Regions from separate parts of the Mus musculus genome. Here all the other regions are linked to region 2. A link is a contact called in public promoter capture Hi-C data. All regions are on one chromosome and are shown on one strand. The core of a region is the stretch at or near the end of the contact, and the rest is flanking DNA. Distances in the headings are between cores, read along the strand shown.

The links. Promoter capture Hi-C pulls out the DNA fragments that hold promoters and counts their contacts. Capture Hi-C pulls out chosen DNA fragments and counts their contacts.
Region 1: a contact with region 2 is called in a promoter capture Hi-C map of pre-B cells, with 27 times the contacts expected there. The contact joins the promoter of Rab3gap2 here to the promoter of Disp1 in region 2. A contact is called at or near these places in 3 of 39 promoter capture datasets (frontonasal cranial neural crest, liver and pre-B cells) and 1 of 9 other capture datasets (adipose tissue).
Region 3: a contact with region 2 is called in a promoter capture Hi-C map of liver, with 6 times the contacts expected there. The contact joins the promoter of Enah here to the promoter of Disp1 in region 2. A contact is called at or near these places in 3 of 39 promoter capture datasets (cranial neural crest and liver).
Region 4: a promoter capture Hi-C map of pre-B cells shows a contact between it and region 2, with 7 times the contacts expected there. The contact joins the promoter of Lbr here to the promoter of Disp1 in region 2. A contact is called at or near these places in 2 of 39 promoter capture datasets (hippocampal neurons and pre-B cells) and 1 of 9 other capture datasets (liver).
Region 5: a promoter capture Hi-C map of adipose tissue shows a contact between it and region 2, with 4 times the contacts expected there. The contact joins the promoter of Hlx here to the promoter of Disp1 in region 2. A contact is called at or near these places in 1 of 39 promoter capture datasets (liver) and 1 of 9 other capture datasets (adipose tissue).

The regions. Positions count from the first base shown.
Region 1 is chr1:185,202,754-185,205,453 of GRCm38.p6, reverse strand. Rab3gap2 (RAB3 GTPase activating protein subunit 2) reads right to left here and starts at 1,286. Exons shown (of 35, transcript NM_001163754.1): 1 at 1,101-1,286. The coding sequence starts at 1,212.
Region 2 is chr1:183,220,105-183,222,804 of GRCm38.p6, reverse strand. It overlaps Disp1 (dispatched RND transporter family member 1), which reads left to right and starts at 1,276. Exons shown (of 10, transcript NM_026866.3): 1 at 1,276-1,482.
Region 3 is chr1:182,018,543-182,021,242 of GRCm38.p6, reverse strand. It overlaps Enah (ENAH actin regulator), which reads left to right and starts at 1,263. Exons shown (of 15, transcript NM_010135.3): 1 at 1,263-1,713. The coding sequence starts at 1,709.
Region 4 is chr1:181,840,973-181,843,672 of GRCm38.p6, reverse strand. Lbr (lamin B receptor) reads left to right here and starts at 1,272. Exons shown (of 14, transcript NM_133815.2): 1 at 1,272-1,385.
Region 5 is chr1:184,731,224-184,733,949 of GRCm38.p6, reverse strand. It overlaps Hlx (H2.0-like homeobox), which reads left to right and starts at 1,457. Exons shown (of 4, transcript NM_008250.2): 1 at 1,457-2,391. The coding sequence starts at 1,809.

The sequences.
Region 1 (2,700 bases), core at 37-2,536, 2.0 Mb before region 2:
ACAGTTAGCATTCTATAGACTGAAACCACACTTCACCCTTAACTAATTATCACCTTGACTCCAGCTGCCATACCAAGTGTTGGACGTCTCCACAAGCATTTCAGATATGGCCTTCTTTCTCTCTCAACACACGCGCCTGTCAAGCCATCTATCATGTTAGAGCACCCTCACTCACACGTGACATTACCAGTGAATCATAGTGCTACCAGACGGAAACTACCAAACTTAAGTGGTAGGGAGCAGCAATGACTGGTACAAACTATTCATCCCTAGTTCCTCCCATATTTGATATTTTCAAACATTACTTTTCAGACAGACCCTACTAGGAAGCAGAATCTCCCTAGTGCCCTGGGATAGCTTCTAAATAGTGAAAAGGAGAGTGGTTTTTTAAAAATTATTACTGGGTCTACAGAGCAAAGTGATTTTCATATTAAAAATAAAGAAAGCAGAGTAAGATACCCTCTTTCAAAAGGAGAAATAAAGGAGCATATAATAAAATCCTCAGGTAATACGCAGCATTTAGTAAGCAGCTTTGGGATTTATATTCATGAAGTAGGGCTTGTTAACGTTGTTTGATGGTAATAACAGGCGCTGTTTCTCACCTCAATAGACGCCAATTAACTTTTCTCGACCATGTGGCTGTAATTTTAGTTCCTACCCTGGATTCTCCTCACTTCCTAAGAGGTTACTTTTCTTACTTGGCAGTTTACTCACCACCTTAAAAACCCTTCACTTGCCAATCGGCCATTTATTCCGTAAATCTGAATGACAGAAAAGAGATGGAAGAGGGTGGGGATGCTAAGCACCTCTTGAAGGGGCAGAGCAAAGGCTACATACAGTGCCAGAAATGGAGAAGGATGGGAGTTGGAACAAGCACAGGGTGGAGGGCTGACATTAGGCAGGGACTGGGACGGAGGATGCTATCTCTGAGCAGGTGGTGTGCATAGGGAGAAGACGTGGAGCTGGGACTGGGAAGGAGGGGGTGGGGAGCGGTGACAGACAGGCGACAGGACAGGAGACGCAAAAGGCTGAGGCTGAGAGAGACGGGACGCCGAGGGAAGGGAGGCTTGCAGCCGCGTCCCGGTCGCCGGGACACTTACTCGGGTCCCTCTTCAGGGCGCCGGGGGTCTCCTCCCGCAGGTGAGGGAATAGGAAGTCGCGCGCGGACTGCAGGTCCTGGAAGGAGCAGAACTGGACGATGGAGCAGGCCATGGCTGCAGGGACCCCGCCTCGCGGGGCTCGTGGTCCCTAGCCACGCCCGGGCCACTCCACCCGAAGGCTGACAGCACGGAGCCCCGAAAGCTTCAGCTACCCTGGGGGGGCGGGGACGCCAGACCGGAAGCTGTCAGCACTCCTCGCGAGGGGAGGGTGCTACGCATGCGCGGGACGCCCCGAAGCTGCGCGTGCGCGGGCCGAGCGGGAGCCGAGGGAGGGTGCAGCTTCGGACACGTGACTCGCGGTCTTGTGGCGGAGAGTTAGACGTGGAGCCTGGCCGCATTCTTTCTTGGGCGAGCTTGTCCCGTCATTCTGGCCTTCCTCCAAAGGTGATCTAATTGAACTTTGCGGGGGCCATTGAGTCACCCAAACAATCTTGTTGGTGTGCTTCTACGGACACGACCTAGATCGTTCGCAGATCAGGCGGTTTAAGCTGAGTGTGGGCAGGTGCCTGAGAACTTCGTAATTTTGTTTGTGCTTTTGTTTTTTTTTTTTTTAATGTGGAAGGCTATCCTCAGCACCTATACCCCAACTCCCAAAAGAGTCTGCGGCGCCTATGCCTGTAATCCTTCCTACCTCAGTCTGAGGCAGGTGAATTTCTGGCTGTTGAAGCCACTATCCTGGGCTACAATGCAAAAACAGTGTCTCAAGTAACAAAGCGATGGAAAGCAGCTCCTTAAGGGCTCGTATTAAATAAATACTCCTATCTATAAGTTGCCACGGTTCTGTGAAAGCCCGATGTAGTAACAGGACCAGCGCAGTATTGAATGGTGCTCTGTAATCGTCCGTTTGCCTTTTCATCCGTTTGTTCATCTAACCGCCCAACAAGTATTTGTTAGTGTTTTCCGTGCCAGCCACACTCTAGGCACAGAGCTTCGGAACAGAAAGGGACACATTCCTACGGAACTAAAAAGCTAGTGACTAACACAGGCCAAGTGAAGCAATTACTTACTCAGCTAACTAAAACTGAGAGAATGCTAGGCGGGAAAGAACAACAAAACAGCACGGCAGAACAGAGCTGGGGAGACTGACCCTGTACTTTTCCTTTGGGTTTTGGATAAGGAAAGCACCATCCTTATAGACTCCTGGAGGACTGGGGATCCGTTTAACCCCTTAAATACCTGGTCTCTAGCATGGGATCTGGCACCCAGTTGAGTCCTTGATAAATACTTACTGAAGTATATACACATAAATTAAAGACCAACCTGAGTCTTTTACTTGGATTTGAAAGTACATTTCCATATCTTGCCCAGTTAGACTGTCATAAATATCTTCAAGGAGTCTTGTTTCTTTGATTGTTTGAGATAAGGTCTAGCCATGTAGTCCAGGTTAGCCTCAAACCTTCAATTCCCCTCAATGTCCAAGCACTGGGATTATATGTGTGTACTGTACCATGGCTGACTTCAAAAGAATGTGTTATCCTAATTTTGTAAATGAAAAAAAAAATTGCTCTGTCTCTGATGAAGCTCTTGAAACCCATTTAGC
Region 2 (2,700 bases), core at 27-2,526:
CCCAGGATCCGCTGTTTTGTCTATTCTAATGGTGACTCCATTGACTCTGTTGTATGAAATTTGAAGCTAAAATATTTGGTATAAAGTTGTCTTAGTTAGGGTTCCATTGCTGTGAATAGACACTAGGACCAAGGCAAACATTTAATTGGGGCTGGCTTAGAGTTTCAGAGGTTCAGTCCATTATCGTCATGGCAGGAAACATGGCAGCAGCCAGGCAGACATGGTGCTGGTAAAGGAGCTGAGGGTTCTGCATTTTGCCTTTCTTCCATCCTGGGCAGAGCTTGAGCACTAGGAGTCCTCAAAGCCCACCCCTACAGTGACACATGTCCTCCAACAAGGCCACACCTTTTCTAACAATGACATATCTTCTAATAGTATCAATCCCTGTGGGCCATGCATTCAAACACGAATCTTTGGGGGGGCCAAATCTACAAACCACTACGAAAGTACAGCAACATCTGGTCTTGTCTATGTTTTTTTCTTGCCTTTGAGGTCTTGGACTTTAATTGACTGTACTTCTATGCAGTTGCCTGAACAAGACAGGCTCTTACTTTCTGGTATACTGCTATGCATGTCCTTGCCTACTTTAACTCTTATTTGTTCTTTAATTCAGTCTCAACTGAAATTGTTATTTATAGTCCGTCTTCTTGCTCAACTCTACACACCATACCATTCCCACAGCACTGCTGTGTTACAACAAATTGTGCTTCTTGTAGGGTTACAGCCTGTGCTCCAACACACCAGGTTCAGCCACCTATCCTCAGTAAGCCAATTAAAGGACCCAAATTAATAGTAAAAAGCAGAAAAAGAGAATTATTCAAAATTGCTACATTGTGAAGGATAAGGAGATACAAGAGTCCCCAGCCTTGACTTCAATGCCTCTTAGTTATCCTTAGAGTCCTGACATGAAAGTAGGTTTTAACAAAAAACAAGAGCTAAAGATAACTAGACAGTGTGTCAAGGTGTGGTTCTCCGTCTACCATTTTCTTGTTTCATGAGTGATGGAGAAAAGAAACAGTCTGAATGAATTAAATAAAACATAGTCCTTCGCGGTGTCTGATTAGCTACTGCTTTTGTTTAGCTCAACTTTCAACCAGAATGTGGGCTCAGAGGTCGGTCTCAGAGTCATCTAGTGGACACCTGGCCCAGCATTTGTAGACTGGCTAAGTGACAGCTAAGACGGAGACAGGAGATGCATGTGCCTCTGCACCCCAGCCCAGCTGCAGCGGCTTTGAGTAGCAGGAGGCCTGGGCCCATAGCCGGAGGCGGGACTTCCGGTCCCGCTGGCGACCGCGGCCCGCGCCAGGCGGAAGCGCGGCTCCGGGCCAGGATCCGCGAGCTCCGGCTGGAGCAGAGTTCGGAGCCTCAGTGTCCCGGACGCCCGTGGTCGGTGTGGATGCTTCTCGGCGCTGCGTCCCCGCGGTCCGGGGAGGCCGAGGAGGCACGCGGGAGTCGGCGCGGCGGGAGAGCAGGGATCTCGGGGTGAGGACGGCTGGCGGCGGAGGGTGGCTGCGAGGGGCTGAGGAGGCCGAGGTGACATCTTCCATGGGGGTGTGTCCGCGTCCCCAGGCTCGTAGGGAAGGTGGCCCGAGATGGCCTTGGGGGGCTTGCAGGGAGACGCTCCAGAGGCAGCTCTTTTCACCCTCGGGGTTAAAGATGAGAAGGACGTCTTGACCTAACTCATCTGCGAGATGAGCAGCCAAGGCTTGCATGCTCAGCATTGCTTTCTTTGCAATACATTGCTTTCTTTCTCTTAAGACTTCTCCCCTCTTCCAGTGGTCTTCGGAGGGGAATACCCAACATTCGTAGGGAAAACCTGAACTCTTACTCACTTAGCTCCCGTTCAGGCTTTGTCAGACTAATAGGACTTTAGGTCTTTGATTCAGACAAGCAAGCCCACTGAAGTTTTCATTTTAGACTCTTCTCTACCTTGCGGAGTTCAGGTTGTCCCACTTCCTTTGTCGTGGAGTGAGCTTGTAAGTATCTGGACAAAGCTTGCACCTTCATGTTTGCACTTTATGACTTACTGTTTGCTTCTCAATGGGGTGACACATTTTTAGATGTTAAATAGATTGGATTCTTGCCACACACTGAGCATAACTAGGCAAAGCCAGAGTACTGTCACTGATGGAGGCTGGTGTATACTGATTGCTTCAAGTGTTTCCCTTCCCAAGAGTTACAATCTTAATTTTATCCCCCGGTATTTGCCAGTACTGGTAACTTACATCTTACTTGGTGGTCTGACCTGAACTACTTGAAGAAACAAATACAAACATACAAACAAACCAGAAAGCACTGTGCATTTATCCATAACCCGGTATCTCACTGACTTACTTGAGATTTGTGCTGCAGTGAGACAAGTTATTATAAGAACGGTTTGTTGGGTGGCACAGCTGATGTAATGCAGGATGCACCTAACATAGTGCTTTAACATATTAATGAAGACATTGAAGGCAGTCTTCTGAAGTCATGGGGCTAACTGTTGGGTTGATTTCTTTTTGCATCTCTTCATTTCTTTTTTAAGTTGTTTGTTTTTATGTGTATGGGTGTTATTGCCTGCATGTATGTCTGGGCACCACATGTGGGCCTGTTGTTCTCAGAAACCAGAAGAGGGCATCACAGTGCCTGTCTCTAGAGTTGTGGGCTGCCTGCCATGTGGGTGCTAGGAAGCAAACTGAGGTCCTCTGGAAGAGCAGCCAG
Region 3 (2,700 bases), core at 14-2,513, 1.2 Mb after region 2:
AAGCAAACCGCCTTTGTTGAGCTCTGAAACCAGGAGGCTTTTCATAGTTAAAACAGGTTAAACTGTTCTCCAGACAATTCAGGCATTGACCAAGGATGGATAGGATACGTTAGCTTGTCATTTGAAAGTGCCCAGAATGCCAGCTTTCATAAGTATCTTTAGAACCGCAGCTCATTTTATATGGAACATCAAACTTTTGAATGGATTCCTGCAGTATTGCTAGGTCCTCCATTTTGGATGTAATAGAAATCGGGTAGCTGCAAAAACCCTTTCTAACCTAGTCTAGGCATCTGTATACTGCGCACGAAAGCGGGCTCTCAGTTTTTAAAAAATTTTATTAGATCATTGGATTTGCTGTTTTTCATTCTACACCCCCCGCCCCAAATTCGGGCTTCTCAGAGGCCTCCTGCACCATCTGACTAAACCATTCGCTGCGTTAGTATTTTCTATCTACCTTCTCAAGGAGGTGAGCTCCAGACTAGGTGAAAGACAGAGCATTTAAAATTATCCTCAGTTTCCATCCCTCCCCGCCCCCGGCCGGGATTCCCTTTCAGCTGGTGACGACAGAAAGGGTTCCACGGGCTGCGTCTCTCGCGGCTGCACAGGGTTCCGCGTGCCTCGGGCCACCGCGTTTCCCGACACCGATGCGTTAGCTGTGTGTGTGTGTGTGTGCGCGTTTATGCGCGCGTGTGTTTGTGCAGTCATCCCAGTACTGTGCGCGCGTCGGCCGGATCCCCAGGTCCAGCACGCTCGGGGGTCCTCGGGAATCCGGGGGACGACGATGGCCACGTTTTGCGTGTTCGGAACTCTCCTACATCCCGCCTACATCCCACGGGTGGGGGTGGGTGGGAGGGAATCACATCGCGGCGGGGACGCGCAGAGGGGGATGCCGGCCCGCGCGCCCTGGTCCTCTCCGCGATCGCGCCCGGCTCGTCACGCCCCCCCCAACCCCCCCACCGCGGTTCGCTCCTCACCTCAGCCTCCGGGCTGCGGGAAGGCCGCGGCAGGAGAGCGCGGTCAAGGGCAGAGCGGGCGCCGAGCCCCCCTCCGACCGCGGGGGGCGCGGAGCCGGGTGGGCGGCAACAAAGGGCCGTGGCCGCACCGCCGCCTCGCCTCGGCCGCCGCCCCGCAGCCCCCTCGTGCGCAACGCCCCTCGCCCCGGGAGGGAGGGGGAGGGGAGCGGGCGAAGCGGGAGCGGCGGGGGCGGCGGGAGGAGGGCGGCGCCTGCGTGCTCCTCCGCCGCCCCGCCCCCGGCGCCCCGCGGCGAGCCCGGCTCTCCTCCCGCGGCTGCAGCAGCTGCCGGTTCCTCACGGCCTCGGCGGCGGCGGTGACGGCGGCGCGCTCGGAGCGGCCTCTGGAGCGGCGGGCGGGCGGACGGACGGACGGACGGACGGGCGCGCGGCCCCGGCGGCTCCCGTCTGAAGCGGCGGACGAGGCTCGGCGGGGAGGAGGCGGCGACGCAGGCGGAGGAGGCGGCGGCCGCCGGGGACCCGCTCGGCGCCTCGGCCCCGTGCCCCGTCCCCAGCCCGTGGTCGCTCGCGCTCGGCGGGCCGGCGCCTCGCCTCTGCGCGCGGAGATGGTGTAGCCCGGCCGCCGGAGCCGGAGCCGCCTCTGCTCGCGCGTCCCCGCGGCGTCCGCCTCCCCGCCTGAGAAGAGACCCTCCGCTCGGCGGCTCCCGCGCCGGGGAAGCCTCGGCGCCGCCGGCACCATGAGGTGAGGGGCGCGCGGGCCGCCAGCCATTGTGCCGCGGCGCCGCGACCGCTCTGCGCGGACCCGCCTGCCCCGGCCCGCGGCGCCGGCTCGGCTCTCCCGGCTCTTTCTCGCTCCCTTTTGTCCCTTCGGGTTTCTCCGGTCCAGCTGCCCTGCCCAGCCGCTCTGATTTGGGGGAGGGGGCTCCTCCCGGTGTCCCCCTCCGATGCTCTTCTTTTACCCAGGATTTCCCTTCCTCAATTCAATATGCCAGCTCCCTCCCTCCCTCCCCCAGCCTGGGTTAACGAAACCCAGGAGATGGGGAGGGGCTCGGTAGTCGTAGCGTGCTCGTTGCCGAGAAACAGGTATTTTCCGTACATCTGTAAAAATTCTCTGCACTTTTAGTACAAAGCTCTAGTGTTTAATTAAAAGGGGGGTGGGGAGGAAAGTTTGGAAGGTTTGAAATCTCTGCGGGGAATAAAGTGCCTCTGGTAGGGGTAAAGCGGAGGAGCGGGGAAAGGTGAACATTTCTCGATGGTGGGGGAAGGGAGAGCATTTACTAGGTTTCCTCTGGCGGGGGACAGTGTGAGGCTGGGATAAGTTGGTTGAGGTTTGTAAGCCCGGGCGGGGGAGGGTTTTGTTTGGAAAGCCCTTCTCTCCGGTTCGTAGCAGCCTGTGTTGCATTGCAGCAGAAGCGGCCGCGTTTCCCTTCCTCTGTAATCAATACAATTATTTATTTATTTTTCAGCCCCAAAGGAAAGTCTTGGATGTACCGTGGTGAAATGCTTTTTGATTGATACGGTGAAACATATGGTGTGATGTTTTTTAATTTTTGTCTCTCCAGTTGTGTAGGAGAATAAACCATGATGTGGTGTGTCACTCATTGGCGACCACCCACCCCAAGCCTTTCCTAAGGTTGTTTTGTGTCCATAACCTCCCGCTTTTGGATTGGTGCAAGACTTAGTGAGAAATAGGACCTCGTAGACTGAAGGCTGATGCATTTTGCGTACT
Region 4 (2,700 bases), core at 23-2,522, 1.4 Mb after region 2:
CATCTTGCTCTTTGAGACAGGGTGTCTCACAAAATCCTAGCTGTTACCAACTGAGTCCAGGGAGATCTGTTTGTCCCCAGCTACCTCTGTCCCCTTCATTATAGTTACAGCCTTTTGAGAGCACCTTCCTCTTGTTTTAATTTTAGTGCTGAGGGTCTCAAGTGCTCACAAAGTTCTTATTCTTTCAAGGCAGGGTTCTTTATCATCTGAGCTGGCTCTCCAGCCTCACTGGCCTGGTCCTTTTGAAGAAACTATAAACCAAAGTTTACAAGGTTTCCCCGCCTCTGGTCTTTTATTTTGTAAGTGAAAATGCTTATATGTCCTGTGGAGGGAACCCAACGGAACCTTGGCTCTGGGTTTGAGGAGTGAAGGATGTCTTTGGTATTAGTAGAATTTATCTCAAACGACATCCTTCCCATGGTGTTTTCCTGTGTTATTTGCCGCAGGACTCGGAGTAGGATTCGTCTTTAAGAGCTGAAGCTTAAGGGATTTGCCAAACTTTACGTTTAGAGGTTTCTTGATGCACACATCTGTGGTTTAGATTTCCACCCAGGGCAACCCCAACGGCAATGACAAATCAAATCGTGGTGAGCACTCTTTCTTAGGAAGGGCTCCGAGGCACGCACTTACTCACTCGTTTGTAGCTGAGAAGGTGACAGCGCTGTGCACCTGAAGCCACGCTGCGGATGAAAAGACTTATTTCAGCCTTGCATCTGAACCCACAGTGCTTCCGAGGCAGGAAGACACTCAGATGTATTTAATAAGGGATGTTGGAAATACCTTTAAAAACAGCACGGCGAAGTAGGGAGCTTTAACGAACTGCTTTGAACTCTCAACCCGAGAGGAAGGAAACAACCAGTGGTGGCAAGTGTAAGGGGGGGGGGGAGTTTGGGGGCTCCGGCCTGGGCCTGCTGGGGTCGGGTCCAGGCGGGACGCGAAGCCCGCGGGCTTCGGCCGTGGCCGGACTAAGCGCGCGGCCCGCTGGCTCCCGAGGTTACACACGGACCGAGAGCCGGGTGACAGCAGCGGACGCTTTTGCCTGGCGTCGCGCGAGCTTCACCCTCCTCCCAGACCGCCGGCCTAGATCGCTCCGCAGGAGGGCGCGAGCCAAAGCGCGGCTTGGTGCCTGGGCTGCGGAGATAAACCGGGTGGGGACGCCGGACGCTCACGAGCGGGCGGGCTGGACGCGCCACTGGCCCTCGACCAATCGCCAGCGCCGGCGATGATTCAAAAGGTCGAGGGACCAATGGGGAGCTCAGGGCAGCCTCGCTAGGGGCGGGACCTCGGGGGCGCGAGAGCGCGGCCGGCTGTGTCGCGCGCGGAGTCGCCGCTGGCTGCTGGTGACTGTCCTGGAGTGGCTGGAGTTCCCGCCGGAGCGCGGCCAGGTGAGCGTCGGCGCGGGACTCCGCCGCGTGTGGAGAGCGGGTTCCCCGGGGCGGCCGGCGAGGCTGGGGCCGCGCGGGCCGGAAGTCGAGCGCGGGTTTCGGATGGCGGACAACCCCCGATCCCCGTCTCGGACGCGCGCGTTGGGTGCCCCGGCCGGGCCGGGCTGGGCTGTGCTCGCCGCGGCTTCCCGGCCCTCGGAAAGCGGGCGGCCTTCGGAGGAGGGGTTAACCGCCTCTGGCTCCTGCCAGGGCGCCGTCCCGCCTATCCGGGCCTCCTGAGTGCTTCTGCGCGGTGACAGCGGACCTCGCGCCTCCAGCAGCTTCGAGGGCCACTCAGTGCGCGCTGGGGTGCGGAGGGCCTGCTCCGGGGCACTTCGGCGATGGCGGGCTGGCCTGGCGTTGCGCCCGCCCGCCCTGTGTAGCGCACTTGGTGTGCTAGGGCCGTGGCTCAGGTGCAGGAGCAGGACTAGATCTGGGGCTACAAAGTAGCAGCTGCTCTGAGGGTTAGAAGATGGGGCTACAGAGAAGCGCGGGATGGAGGACCTAATACGGACAGAGAGGGTGATGATGAGCGTTGACTGGGGAGTTGGGGCGGGAGTGAGTAAGGACTGTTAAGATTAGCGTGCTTTTGGGTATTAAGGGAAAAGGCCACTCTGCCAGGACAGCCAGCTTTCTCCTGCACGGCTCTGAAGGGGCACAGACCCTGCGAACGCCTTCCTGTTTGCGTTTTGCCTAGCAGGCCTGTGCCGGCTCAGGTGTTAAAGGGTAGCTGTGAGCCACCATTTGAGCTTTTTCTTTCTGCCACATTAAGTGAATTTGGGAGAGGGGGGGAAACGATTAAAGATCTTAGTAACGCACCGGAGCATCGTAGAAAGAAATCGGCCACACTGATACATAGTGTTATATTGTACCATAATATGTGAGGCGTTCAGTGCCAAATGACCCTCGGGTTAGCAAGAATCTGGGTTGACAGGAAAAAAGCCTGAGGATTCTTGAATTTCTGCGGTATGTGGTTGAGGGTACAGTTTAGCGAGTGACTTTTCTTTGCAAACAACCTGTTTGTTTAGGGAAGCCTGTGTGCGTCTCTTATGCGTTACTTGGGTGCATAAGAATACACGGGAGTCTGGAGCCTCCTTGTCCTATCCAGTATAATTATCTCCTGTTGGGCAATATTTTGGGATGTGTTATGTAGTTTCCACTGACTGTGTGGATCTTGTGCAAAGTGGCATTCATATCTTGTTGGCAGCCCATTTTTTTTTTTTTTTTTTTGTCTCCTAAGACAAGGTCGTTCTCCACATGCTATATAAAATATCAC
Region 5 (2,726 bases), core at 208-2,707, 1.5 Mb before region 2:
CATTAATCCAAGAGCTCACGCCAATCCTGAGCTGATAGTAGCCTGGCAGTTCCCTCACGGCTTCCAGTTTTTGGTATCTTATTGCTGAGGGGAAATAAGCCTGCCTTGGAATATCATTCCGGAGACACTTACTTGGACAATCGAAAACAAAAGATTTGGTGGTTTCGTTATTGTCATTATTTTATTTTCTTCCTGAAATGTGCAACAACCGTTCATCTAGGTGGCCTGTGGTCTGTTTGGGAGAGGGGCGGGGAAATCCACTCTGACTATAATTTAAAAGAGAACGAATTCTTAAAATAGAGATGTTGATGCGACAGAAAATTCCCAGTGCACCTAGGCTGAGTTCTAAAGACCCTAGCAAGAATGGAAGGCGCTGGCTGTGGAGGCTCGGACAGTGCCTCCCTCCAACAGGCCAAAGCGGATCCTGGAAAAACTGCAGCCGAATTAAAAGTAGGTATTTAATCTCAAAGGCAACCGCTCCCTGGCACTTGCAAAACATAGGACCTCACGTGACCAGGGGATGTGGTGGCCGCGGAGGGTAGCACTTCCTACAAGGTGCAGAGAGGGGACACGCGTGCCGCTCTTCTGGGGCTGCACTCCTTGTTGGTTCCGAGGCTCAGGGTAAAAGTTTGGCTGTTTCTAAGGGAGACGTTTGGAGCCATCTATCTTATTTTTGTTTGAAAAGTCACTCTTTCAAGTTGTCACTGGAATGACAGCTCCGAATAAAACTAATTTGTGGTCTGCCCTCCTCCTGGCTTCTTGGAGCAGCTCTGGTGAGCTGAGAAACCAGCGGATTACAGTAGACTTGGGTCGGGATTCTGGGCTGTAGGGGCGCTGAGAGGATGGGGCCTTTACCTAGGACTTGTGATAAAAGCACCTGGGTAAAAGCAGAGAGAAGGAAAGTCGCATGAGAGCGGAATACGGAAGGGACAGCCTGCGGACCGCCAGCGTGGTCTGCTGGGGTGGAGGTTGGGGGTGTACTACAGCAGAGTACGGGAGCCTCAGTGATCCCCCTCCTCCGCAGCTCCAGGAAAATTCCGGAGACCGGCTCCGAGGCTCTGCCGCTGGCGGGTCCCCGAGCTGCAGGGGACAGAGGAGAGCCAGAGGCCCGAGGAGTCTCGACCCCCAAGCGGCTCCCAGAGACGCTCAGTACTCAGCTTAGCCCACGCTGCCGCAGAAAACACTTTGGCGTGGCCAGGGCGTGGCCGAGCTCGGCCACGCCCCCCTCTTTCCCAATTCCCCTCCACTCCGGAGTCCCATTGGTCACGAAGACGTCCAATGAGCGCACGGATCAAGGTCCTACCCGGGGTCTGACTCGAAAGCTCCTGCCAAAACTTTGGGAGTTTTTAGAGAGGAGTTTTTTTTTTTTTTTTAATTTTTTTCCTTTTTTTTTTTTTTTTTTTTTTTTAAACTAACGGATCATTATTGTTGTTTTAAATTTAGCTCTTAGGGCTTAGCTGTTTGGGTTTTTCTTTCGGTGTCGGGTCCCTGTCTCCCCGGCTTCTGCGGAGTAGCAGAGCGAGGCCGCGCTCGCCTTGTCGCCCCAGCGCCTGGCGATCGCCTCCATCCACCCGGCGGGGAGCGCGCCCGCCGCGCCGCCTTTCAAGCCAAGCCAGGGGCCCAGGCCGTGGCGGGCGGCGATCGGGCCCTCGCCTCGTCCCTCGGTGGCGCTAGGGCTCCCCGGTTGGCCCTCCGCTTCAGGGCGGGCGAAGAACCGAAAGCAGCTCGGGCTCGGCTGGGACACCGCCTCTGCCCGAGCGCCCACCCACTTCCCCACTCACCCAGGACCCCGCCGGGATCCTGCCAGGATGTTCGCAGCCGGCCTGGCTCCCTTCTATGCTTCCAACTTTAGTCTCTGGTCAGCCGCCTACTGCTCCTCGGCGGGCCCGGGCGGCTGCTCCTTCGCCCTGGACCCAGCCGCTGTCAAGAAACCCTCTTTCTGCATCGCGGACATCCTGCACGCCGGCGTCGGGGAGCCGGGGCCCGCTGCAGAGGGACTGGTGGGGGCCTCGGCAGCCCTCACCGCACACTTGGGCTCCGTGCACCCGCACGCCTCCTTCCAAGCTGCCGCCAGATCCCCGCTCCGTCCCACCCCGGTGGTGGCGCCCTCAGAAGTCCCGGCTGGCTTCCCTCAGCGGCTGTCTCCGCTCTCTGCCGCCTTCCACCAGCATCTCCCGCAGCAATCACCAACGCAGCAACAGCAACCGCAGCAGCAGCCCCCGCCTCCACCCCGGGCGGTCTCCCTGCAGCCACCGACTTCGGGGACGCGGGTGGTCCCCCACCATAGCGGCTCCGCCCCTGCCCCCTCCAGCAAAGACCTCAAATTTGGTATCGATCGAATTTTGTCTGCGGAATTTGACCCAAAAGTTAAGGAAGGCAACACTCTGAGAGGTACGTATCGCTGGAAGGCCTCAGGCCTCACCACCACCCATGAGGGGCCTGATGTCAGGAGGATTTGGGGTGCGTTTATTTTTAAGGACAGAACGGTAGAATGAGGGCGAAGAAAACGAAATGAAGGAAAACTTAGTGACATGTAAAAGTCAGCTATCCCATGTTTAAAAACATATCTTCGTGTTGCTTAAACAGCATAGAAACGGATGACCATACTCTGGTTGCTGCAAAGTTTTGCAAAAGTGTGTATTATCCATCTTTTGAATGAAATATCTGCAGAACGACCTAGATCTTTCTGACAAGGAAATCTCAGCGTGGGGACACTTTGCATTTAT